2 separate regions of the Danio rerio genome follow, and region 2 is linked to region 1. Evidence: chromatin contacts called from public HiCAR-type data. All regions are on one chromosome and are shown on one strand. Each heading gives the region's core, a stretch centred on a gene start, on an enhancer-like site or on the middle of the called end of the contact. The rest is flanking DNA. Distances are from core to core; before and after follow the strand shown.

Region 1 (5,269 bases), core at 1,886-4,385:
CTTTCAAAGCCTCTTGTTCCAGATCTGCCAGACCAGGGCATTATAGTACAGTTGGTGAGGAAAGTTTTGTTTGGCTATATACAGTCTTGTTACCGGATGTCTGTAAATTCTTTTCAAAATAAAATAAAATAGATATCTCACTATTAATCAAGTATTAACAGTGACTTTTGCCTTTGTGCACTTCTAATTTCCTGCTTATTAATAATTTGTAAGATATTTCTTAGGCTTAGGAATATTGTTATACACTTAAAGAATGCATTACCTGCGTCTGGCTGGAATGCCGTCTCCTTTGATTGCTTATTGATTGCATATTTTTAGTAAATCATTTAATTTGTGATTTATCATTTTCTTTTTTTAAAGCACTTTATCATTTTGCTTATTTATTGTTTTTATTGATTATTGGGATGTGGCTTATCACTCTTATTTTATTTTACTATGCAAGTTTGTTTTGATTTTGGTTGTATTCTTATTTTTGTAATCTAAATTTTGAAAATCGCATCATAAATAAAATGTGTTATTATTGAAATTATGAAATATGATCATGCAGAATATGGCATTAATATGTGTTTTATAAGTACTAATAAAAAGTCAAAATGCTAGTAATGTGCATGTTAATAAGTAGCCTCTTAAAAGACAGGGTTTTGATTAGCATATATTGTATAGTTGCATTAAGAAAATTAAACATCACAGAAAAATTGCTTTAGACTATTAAAATTTTCTTCACACAAAGAAAGAAAACGTTTTAATACATTTTAATAATTGCTTGCTGAATAAGATCAATGGTTCGGGTCCCAGCTGGGTCAGTTGGCATTACTGTGTGGAGTCTGCATGTTCACCTCATGCTCATGTGGGTTTCCTCCATGTGCTCCGGTTTCCCCTTCAGTCTAAAGACATGTGCTATAGGGGAATTGAATAAACTAAATTGGCCGTAGTGTATGTGTGTGAATGTGAAAGTGTTTGGGGGTTTCCCAGTTCTGGGTTGCAGTTGGAAGGGCATTCGCTATGTAAACCATATGCTAGATAAGTTGGCGGTTCCTCCCATTGTGGCGATACCTGATGAATAAAAGCACTAATTCAAAGGAAAATTAATGAATGAATTGCTTGGTGATTGGTTCTTTGGGAGACTGAAAATAGTTTTCTAAACACTGGAGGAAAATAGTTGCTGGCTTATTTTATATTTGAAGAGTCATTTAAAGTAACATTTCATAAAACTGACTCAAAACATCAAGATAAATCTCATATCACTTGAAAACTGTTCAAAAAACATAAAAACAAATGTTGCCATGGCGTTTTTAAACATGTATATTATTTTACAGCAACATTATTTCCGCAAAAACTCTCTTAGATTTTTAAATCGGGGAGCATACGTTTCAAAATAAAGACAATTGAATGTATGCACATACAGAGTTAAAATATAACAATATATAATATAATTATATGCAGAACAAATATAGTAATTAAGCAGCAAAAGTAACAAAGACATACACTACCTGACAAAAGTCTTGTCGTCTATCCAAATTTTAGGAACAACAAATAACAACTTGACTCCTAGTTGATCATTTGGTATCAGAATTGGTTTATATGAACGGCAAAAACCTCTAGATTACACTTATTTTACCAAAACAAAATATGATCGTACCTTCTTTAAATTATTTTTTAATGATTTTTAATGATTTAATTAGGACTGACTTTGCTGAGACAAAAGTCTTGTCACTTATCAGGCATAGTGTACAGTATAGAATATAAAGTCATGGTGCAGCTTGGAGCTCCACAAGCTTGAAGGACTGCATCCATACATCTCTGCAATGACTCAAATAACTTATTAAAGTCATCTGGAATGGCAAAGAAAGCTTTCTTGCAGGACTCCCAGAGTTCATCAAGATTCTTTGGATTCATCTTCAATGCCTCCTCCTTCATCTTACCCCAGACATGCTGAATAATGTTCTTGTCTGGTCCATGCGGGGTCCAATAGGTCTTCTGCAGTATTTGTGATGATTGGGATGCAGGTTGACTGAATGTGAGAGTGTATGGGTGTTTTCCTGTACTTGGTTGCAGCTGGAAGGGCATCTGCTGTGTAAAAAATATGCTGGATGAGTTGGCGGTTCATTCCACTGTAGTGACCCCTGATTAACAAAGGGACTACGCTGAAGGAAGATAAATAAATTAATGAATTACTGTGATTGAAAGCTGAACTCTCTGCATAATTACTTCAACCTTTAGAAATAACTGTTGGTATTTTGGTAGTCAAAAAAGATTATTTCTTAGTATCAAGGTTCACTCTTTGATTGTTAAATAATCATATTGCTAAATAAATGTATCAGGATGTTTAAAAAACACAAACTTCCATGCTGCTATAAGCACTTTAGAAATAGTTTAGTATTATTGAAGTATCCAAGATTCTGGCATCAAACCATTTATTCAAGTTATTTAAGTGTTGCGTGTCAAACATTTGACAGCATGTTAATGAGATACAATGCTCACGAGCACAGCTGTATAATACGTTTTTCTCTATTTTATTTTTCTCACCCGCTTCCTGTCTATGTGGGTGGTTCTTGATCAGAAACTAGTCCTCATAATCAAAAGTCTGGTTACCCGGTATATTTACTCCATAATGACTTTCTCCTGTCTTCTCCTGTCATAACCCGTATGAATATATTCATAAGCACAGTGTAGTGTATGTTTGTTAATACACATCTTGGCAATATTTACTCTGTCAGCGTGAAGGAAGAGTTGTGATTGGCTTCTGCTCGGCGAAGTGTATGTTTCCGAGATGTAAATATTTTCTTAGTCAGAACAGCACTGTAATTAGAGGACACAGTCAGCCTGGCGTAAAATGTGTGGGTTCATGGCAGCTTAGAAGCCGGTATATATAGAGTATATATACATAGCAGTGTGTGCAAGAGTTTATTTAACAGACAGACTCTCAAACCGCCTGTCCCATCAGCTTTAGCCAGAGTCAATATCCTGTTTAGTCTGGCTCCATCACACCTTTGGCCTCCATCTTGACCTTGTTTCCCAGCCTCACAGTTCATGATTCAGCCATCGATTCTGCGCCAAAGTGTTAAAACTCAACAAACAGCAACTGATTACATTATCTCCACATCAAAGCACACAAACCAGCTTTCGGTTTACACGTGTCAATAGCGCTATGCTAATGCACGCTAACATAAACAGGCCTGTTGACACTGCTAGCGTAGACTTAGCCGTGCTCTTGGGTTCTGATTGTTTTTCCGTCTCCTACCCAAACAGACGAGTCTCTGAAGCCACAGGGCACGACTGGGTTCGCACAGAATGGGATTAAACCGGTTTCCTGGCTTCTCAGGACCCCAGAGTGGCTCGGGGCAGGACTGTTTCAGGGCTGCCGCTGCTTGTGGCTTCAGGGAGGAAGGAGGCCGCAGAACATTAGTTAGCTGTCAAGTTTTCCAGTGCAGAGGCACAGGATGTCGGGCTTCCCGTGTGAATGGCTGCGCTGATGGGAATCTGAGGGAAATCGGCTGTGGGATTCAAACCGCTGCTCCTGAGACGATCCGTGGGGTTAATATTCACTCTTTCGCCCAGGCTGTAATTGCTTTTGCTTCTTTTGTTCTCACACAGTGAGGAGTTTGACAGTGTACATAAACAGAATTCCAGAGTATGGAAAAAGCGCATATGGAGGCAGTTTGCCGGATCTCTTGAAGGAACCAGTGAGGACCATCTATAATAGATCTGTTCTGCTCTCGAGGTGTAGTCATTACCGGAACTTAACGGACAGAGAGAAACACTGATTTAAGCAGACGTTCAGCATGTGTTTCTGTATAAAAATCTCACTTGACAGGGTTTCTCACGCGCTGGAAATAAAACAGTGATATAATGTTCGGCGATATGACCTTGTTTCTGCAATCTTAGTGCTTTCCTTTAATATTATGAACAGTTGGGACAGGATGTTCTGCCAGGGCATAAGTTTGGTTGGATCACATATTTAATAATACATAAATGGGTGTTTCTTCAGCTAAGCACACTTTTATGTCCCATGGGTTGATTTCTATTAAACTTTACAGATTTTCATTTTGTGAAGGTCACATTAAAATGATTTTGAATGTGTTTTGCAGGGTCTTCAACATTGATTTCTTCTACTGGCTTTTATGTACTGTATAAAAAGTCAAATCCATCATAATATACTACATTTTAAAAGAACAGTAAGGGCCTTTTATGCTCAAAGAATATGCTCAAAGTACTACTAAAGTCGATATAAAAGCAGGATTATTGTGATCAATTATTACAACTGAAAAACACAAAGTACAACAGTTTTTTTCAATATTGTAATTTAATGCTGATTAAATGCATACTTCGCTGTAAACAAAAATGTTTACTAGCATGCTCTTTAACTGTATATTATAACAAAACTGGTCCTTAACATTTGATTTTCATACATTTTCTGTTTATACACGTAGGAATTGTGTTATGGGAATTTGACCTCTGCTATTAATGTGGAAAAGTGAATTTTATTAACATTTCTTAAAACATTTTAGCAATCATTCATTTCTATTTTTCTAGAGTTAGTGCATTTTTTTTTTTTTTAGAATTTACCTATTATACACTACCTGACAGAAGTCTTGTCATACACCCAGTTGTAAGAGCTGCAAGTAATAACTTGACTTGAAAAGTGTCTGAAGGTAGATTTTTCAGATGAATCATCTGTTGAACTGCATCCCAATTATCACAAATACTGCAGAAAACCTATTGGAACCCTTATGGGCCCAAGATTCTCACAGAACTCAGTCAAGTTTGGTGAAGGAAAATTATGATTTGCGGTTACATTCAGTAAGGGGGCATGCGAGAGATTTGCAGAGTAGATGACAACATCAACAGCCTGAGGTATCAAGACATTTTATGCATTATATACATATTATGCTGCCCATTACATTACAAACCACAGGAGAGGGCAAATTCTTCAGCAGGATGGCGCTCCCTCTCATACTTCAGCCTCCATATCAGGAGATCCTGAATGCAAAGAAGGTCAAGGTGCTGCTGGATTGGCCAGCCCAGTCACCAAACATGAACATTATTGAGCATGATAAGATGAAGGAGGAGGCATTGAAGATAAATCCAAGGAATCTTGATGAACTCTGGGAGTCCTGCAAGAATGCTTTCTTTGCCATTCCAGATGACTTTATTAATAAGTTATTTGAGTCATTGCAGAGATGTATGGATGCAGTCCTCCAAGCTCATGGGAGTCATACACAATATTAATTATTTTTCCACTGCACCATGACTTTATATTCTATGCCGT
Region 2 (5,269 bases), core at 1,699-4,198, 260 kb after region 1:
ACCCCTGAGATCAGGACAGGTATCTGATGTTAACTAATATAAAAGTGATCATACATGTAACCCCTGGGATCAGGACAGGTATCTGATGTTAACTAATATAAAAGTGATCATACATGTAACCCCTGGGATCAGGACAGGTATCTGATGTTACTGTATATAATATAAAAGTGATCATACATGAAACACCTGGGATCAGGACAGGTATCTGATGTTACTGTATATAATATAAAAGTGATCATACATGAAACACCTGAGATCAGGACAGGTATCTGATGTTACTGTATATAAAAGTGATCATACATGAAACCCCTGGGATCAGGACAGGTATCTGATGTTAATGTATATAAAAGTAATCATACATGAAACCCCTGGGATCAGGACAGGTATCTGATGTTACTGTATATAAAAGTAATCATACATGAAACACCTGGGATCAGGACAGGTATCTGATGTTACTGTATATAAAAGTGATCATACATGAAACCCCTGGGATCAGGACAGGTATCTGATGTTACTGTATATAAAAGTGATCATACATGAAACACCTGGGATCAGGACAGGTATCTGATGTTACTGTATATAAAAGTGATCATACATGAAACACCTGGGATCAGGACAGGTATCTGATGTTACTGTATATAAAAGTGATCATGCATGAAACCCCTGAGATCAGGACAGGTATCTGATGTTAATGTATATAATATAAAAGTGATCATACATGAAACCCCTGGGATCAGGACAGGTATCTGATGTTACTGTATATAAAAGTGATCATACATGAAAACCCCTGAGATCAGGACAGGTATCTGATGTTAACTAATATAAAAGTGATCATACATGTAACCCCTGAGATCAGGACAGGTATCTGATGTTAACTAATATAAAAGTGATCATACATGTAACCCCTGGGATCAGGACAGGTATCTGATGTTAACTAATATAAAAGTGATCATACATGTGACCCCTGGGATCAGGACAGGTATCTGATGTTACTGTATATAATATAAAAGTGATCATACATGAAACACCTGGGATCAGGACAGGTATCTGATGTTAACTAATATAAAAGTGATCATACATGAAACCCCTGGGATCAGGACAGGTATCTGATGTCACTGTATATAAAAGTGATCATACATGAAACCCCTGGGATCAGGACAGGTATCTGATGTTACTGTATATAAAAGTGATCATACATGAAACCCCTGAGATCAGGACAGGTATCTGATGTTACTGTATATAAAAGTGATCATACATGAAACACCTGGGATCAGGACAGGTATCTGATGTTACTGTATATAAAAGTGATCATACATGAAACACCTGGGATCAGGACAGGTATCTGATGTTACTGTATATAAAAGTGATCATACATGAAACCCCTGGGATCAGGACAGGTATCTGATGTTACTGTATATAAAAGTGATCATGCATGAAACCCCTGAGATCAGGACAGGTATCTGATGTTAACTAATATAAAAGTGATCATACATGTAACCCCTGGGATCAGGACAGGTATCTGATGTTAACTAATATAAAAGTGATCATACATGAAACCCCTGGGATCAGGACAGGTATCTGATGTTACTGTTTATGATATATAAAGTATTTGACACAAAAGCCCTGGGATCGGGACAGGTATCTTAAGTTATAACAGTATTAATGTAATCTGAGAGGTAACTTAAGTTAATTTGTTTAATATAACATACACTGATTTCACATGAAACACCTGATCATGACAGCTATTTTAAAGTACTGCATATAAAAGGCATTGGACGCAAAACCCCTGCGAATACGTACAGGTATTTGAATCAAACGGCTGTTTTCACAATCTGCGCATGATCCGTGACCTATGCAAATTCACATATAGGCCACGCCCACCCGATGACGTAATAGCGGTTACGCTGTACTGAAACCCCTGGAAAAAAGTGCCTGCCTTACTTGGTAGGCCTAAATCACAAGTCCTTATTTTTATTTTTTGTGTGCACAGAAGTATTCTCATAGCTTCATAACAATACAATGGAACCACCGATGACGCATAATGAACATGTTTTGAGGATGTTATTGGACTCTCTCGTGATCTTGAGCTTTTGGGTTTCATTCAAAATATCTTAATTTGTGTTCCTAAGATGAGCGAAAGTGCCTAGGGTCTGGATTGACATGAGGGTGAGTTATTAATGTCAGTTATTTTATTTTGGGGTGAATTACCTCTTTAAATAATGTATAAGTAGATGAATAAAAAATGCTTCAACAGGGTTCATACACATTTTTACTACTAAAATTCCATGAGTTTTCCAAAACTTTCAGGTAAATATCAGACCTAACTTATGTAATGTCTATGTACACAAAGTAAATAAAACAACATGCATGAAAATGCACGGTTTTTACCCAACAAAATGTATTTCATACTTACCCAATATTATATATTCAAGTACACAGATATTTCTTAAACAAATTTCCATAACTTTTCCAAAACATTTTGGGTTTATTTGTTTTTAAAAACTTTTCCAGGCTGGAAAATGCCTTGTTGAAATTCCATGACTTTACCAGGTTTTCTAGGACAGTGAACCCTGTTTAAACAAAATTAAGATAAAACATGAAACACATTTACGTATAGTCCTAGTAAAAATCCTAATTAGATTTTGTCCTTTTATTTTTATTTTTTAAATTTCACGGCATTTCCCTAAAATGGGTGTCAAAATAAGATTTGTCACCAAAAATCATTCCATTTGCTGAAATACAGATACAGTTGTGGCAAACTTGATACTTATCGAAAAAAAAAACCCAGCCCCAACAGCACACAAGAGTTAAGATCTGGAAAAAAAAAAAAAAAAATCAGTGGCTATAATTCAGCAAAGAAATTTCACCTCACTGCGCAAACGGTGCGCAGCTTTAACGCTGAAAACTCGTTTGTGCCGAACACGGAAGTAATTCAAAGAAACTCCCGCGTAGTTTTTATTGTTTGGTTTAGTCATGTGCGTCTGAAAGAGATGCAGTGTGTTTACAACCGAATGACTGTGATGTCTAAACTGAAGAGGAAGAAATTATCAGTCGAGGACTATAAATCCGAACAGCAAACGCTGATCAAAAAGTTAAATGACAGCCGGTGTTCAGTAGCGTTACAGGACAGCAGCTGCGCCACAACATCAACAGGCAGGTATGTATGCTCAGTATGAGGAGACCTTTTCACATACTATTATACTGTGATTTTTGCAATTAATAAATGTATTGTGACTGAACATTGACTGCTGCAGGGAGAGATGGTGGGAGAGCTCAGAGCTGAGTGATGCCGAGAGACTCTGGGCTCTTACCTTGACAGCTCTTTGCCCAAACCTACAGTCAGATGATCTGGAAGAGTCCATTCCACAGCTCCCCCCACCGTCATCCACGGTAATAAATGTTGGTATAATACCTATTCATCACTGGTTATTATCATTAAAAAGGTTGTAAATAATACATTTAACATGTAACTTACTAGACCATCTCTTAGTACTGGTTGATTTTTATCCCAATAATGTTTACATAGGACACAATAGATCACAACAATGTTTCCAAAAACTGAAAGTGTTATATTTATTGAAGTATGTAAATTAATTCCTGAGATGAGTAGATGACTATTTGGAATTAATTTATTATTTTGAATGGGGTTGAATCAGATTTAATGCACATTTCAGAAAATGAAACCAGCAGTGGATTTTGTTTTTCTGGGGTGTTTAGCAGTATTCATGTACAGCAGTTAAATAATCAAATGTGAAATAAAACTACATTGTTAATGCTCGAACATAATCCTTGTTAAAACGAAAACTTATCTTTTTGTGTGTGCCTAAAAGCTTTTAACCCTCTAGGAATGATCGAAATAATAATAATCGGTCTAGTTTTTCCAGGTCAATTTTTCAATTACTTTCCTTACCGTTCCAATACTCAAGAACGGAGGACGCGTGAAACTTCCCAGATGTGTTCTTGATATCGAGGACACATGGATGCAGACTTGAGCACCAAACTTGCTTTAGAAGTCCCAGAAGTCATTGCAACTGGAGATGGGAAGCGCAGCATTTTTTATAGATTTATTATTAAAGTTCAGAAATATTTACTTCTTTATCTCAAGAAGGATTTCCCTAAATGAGACAGTGAATATAAACATTACCATGAAAATCTTAATAAAGGAATAAACACATTAAGGGTGTTTATTCGCTGAAATTTGTACTAAAATCTGTTATCTGTTACATATAGTGTGTAATGTATATTTGTAAAGTCTTTATGCAAAGTATATATTTTGAAAAGGGGGAAAACACCCCGCGTTCGTTCTCCCGAGTTGACCTGGCAAGACCGGTCTTCACAAGAAAGCAAGTCTGTTTTCTGTGTTCTTGGAATTGAGAAACAGCCTATGGTCTGGTCCAGCCTTCTCGCGGTCGCATACCTGTCGTCGCTGTGACTAATGCCGACGCTGACCTCTCAAAAAATGTAACTACACGTCGCGATGACGCATAGCGCAAGCTCTGTGAATGGTTGACTTGGGACTATGTTGACGAGTGTGGGCGAAAAAGAGACAAATAAGTAAGTAAAAGAATCGTTCATTATTCGCAATCGAGTTAAAATGTTCAATTAACCGAGATTTTGATTATCAAATCGCCCAGTCCTATGAGACATGCTGCAACTTTTACAGAGACGCACATTGCAGTTTTTATGCTGAAATGATGTGATGTGCAGCCTTATTGTAATGATGGCATTTTTTTACACAATACTAATTTACCCTTAATAAGGAAATAAATGCTTTTCACATACTTGTTAACCTTCAGAAGAAAGGATGTAGTCATAAACTGCACAGATAAAAAAAAATTCATAATCTGCACACATTCAAATAAATATGCTACATATACTCCTCTAAATTCTGTTTGACTTTTTTTTTTTCTTTTGGAAACTGTTTTATGATTCTATAACCAAAGGAACTATGAGACATTTAAAATTGTAGTTAATATTTTAAAAATATAACAATTAATTTACAGGCAAACATTCGTTTTTTATTTATTGCTCAACAAAACTGTTTAAACTAGAAATGAGCTTATAATCAATCTCAGTTTGATAAGATTCATCACCCAGCCCTAGTACTTATATTATTGTATATAATACTTTGTAATACATTCATTTTCCATCAGCTTAGTCCCTTATTTATCGGGGGTCGCCACAGCAGTATAAACCAACTATTCCAGCATATATTTTAAGCAGTGGATGCCCTTCCAGCGGCAACACAGTGGCGCAGTAGGTAGTGCTG

Evidence for each region. HiCAR-type assays count read pairs that join an accessible place to other places.
Region 2: a contact with region 1 is called in a HiCAR-type map of caudal fin, with 5 times the contacts expected there. The contact joins the promoter of si:ch73-70k4.1 here to the enhancer-like site in region 1.

What each region holds. Positions count from the first base shown.
Region 1 is chr8:19,124,841-19,130,109 of GRCz12tu, forward strand. No RefSeq gene overlaps it. Among named protein-coding and RNA genes, the nearest start is that of dimt1l, 85 kb to the left of the region's middle. Within about 2 kb of position 3,136, at least 9 of the 62 cell types and tissues checked have an H3K27ac peak or open chromatin away from gene starts, as enhancers often do. A contact at or near this core is called in caudal fin, where this site is marked.
Region 2 is chr8:19,386,360-19,391,628 of GRCz12tu, forward strand. si:ch73-70k4.1 reads left to right here and starts at 2,949. Exons shown (of 5, transcript XR_012384209.1): 1 at 2,949-3,157; 2 at 3,255-3,390.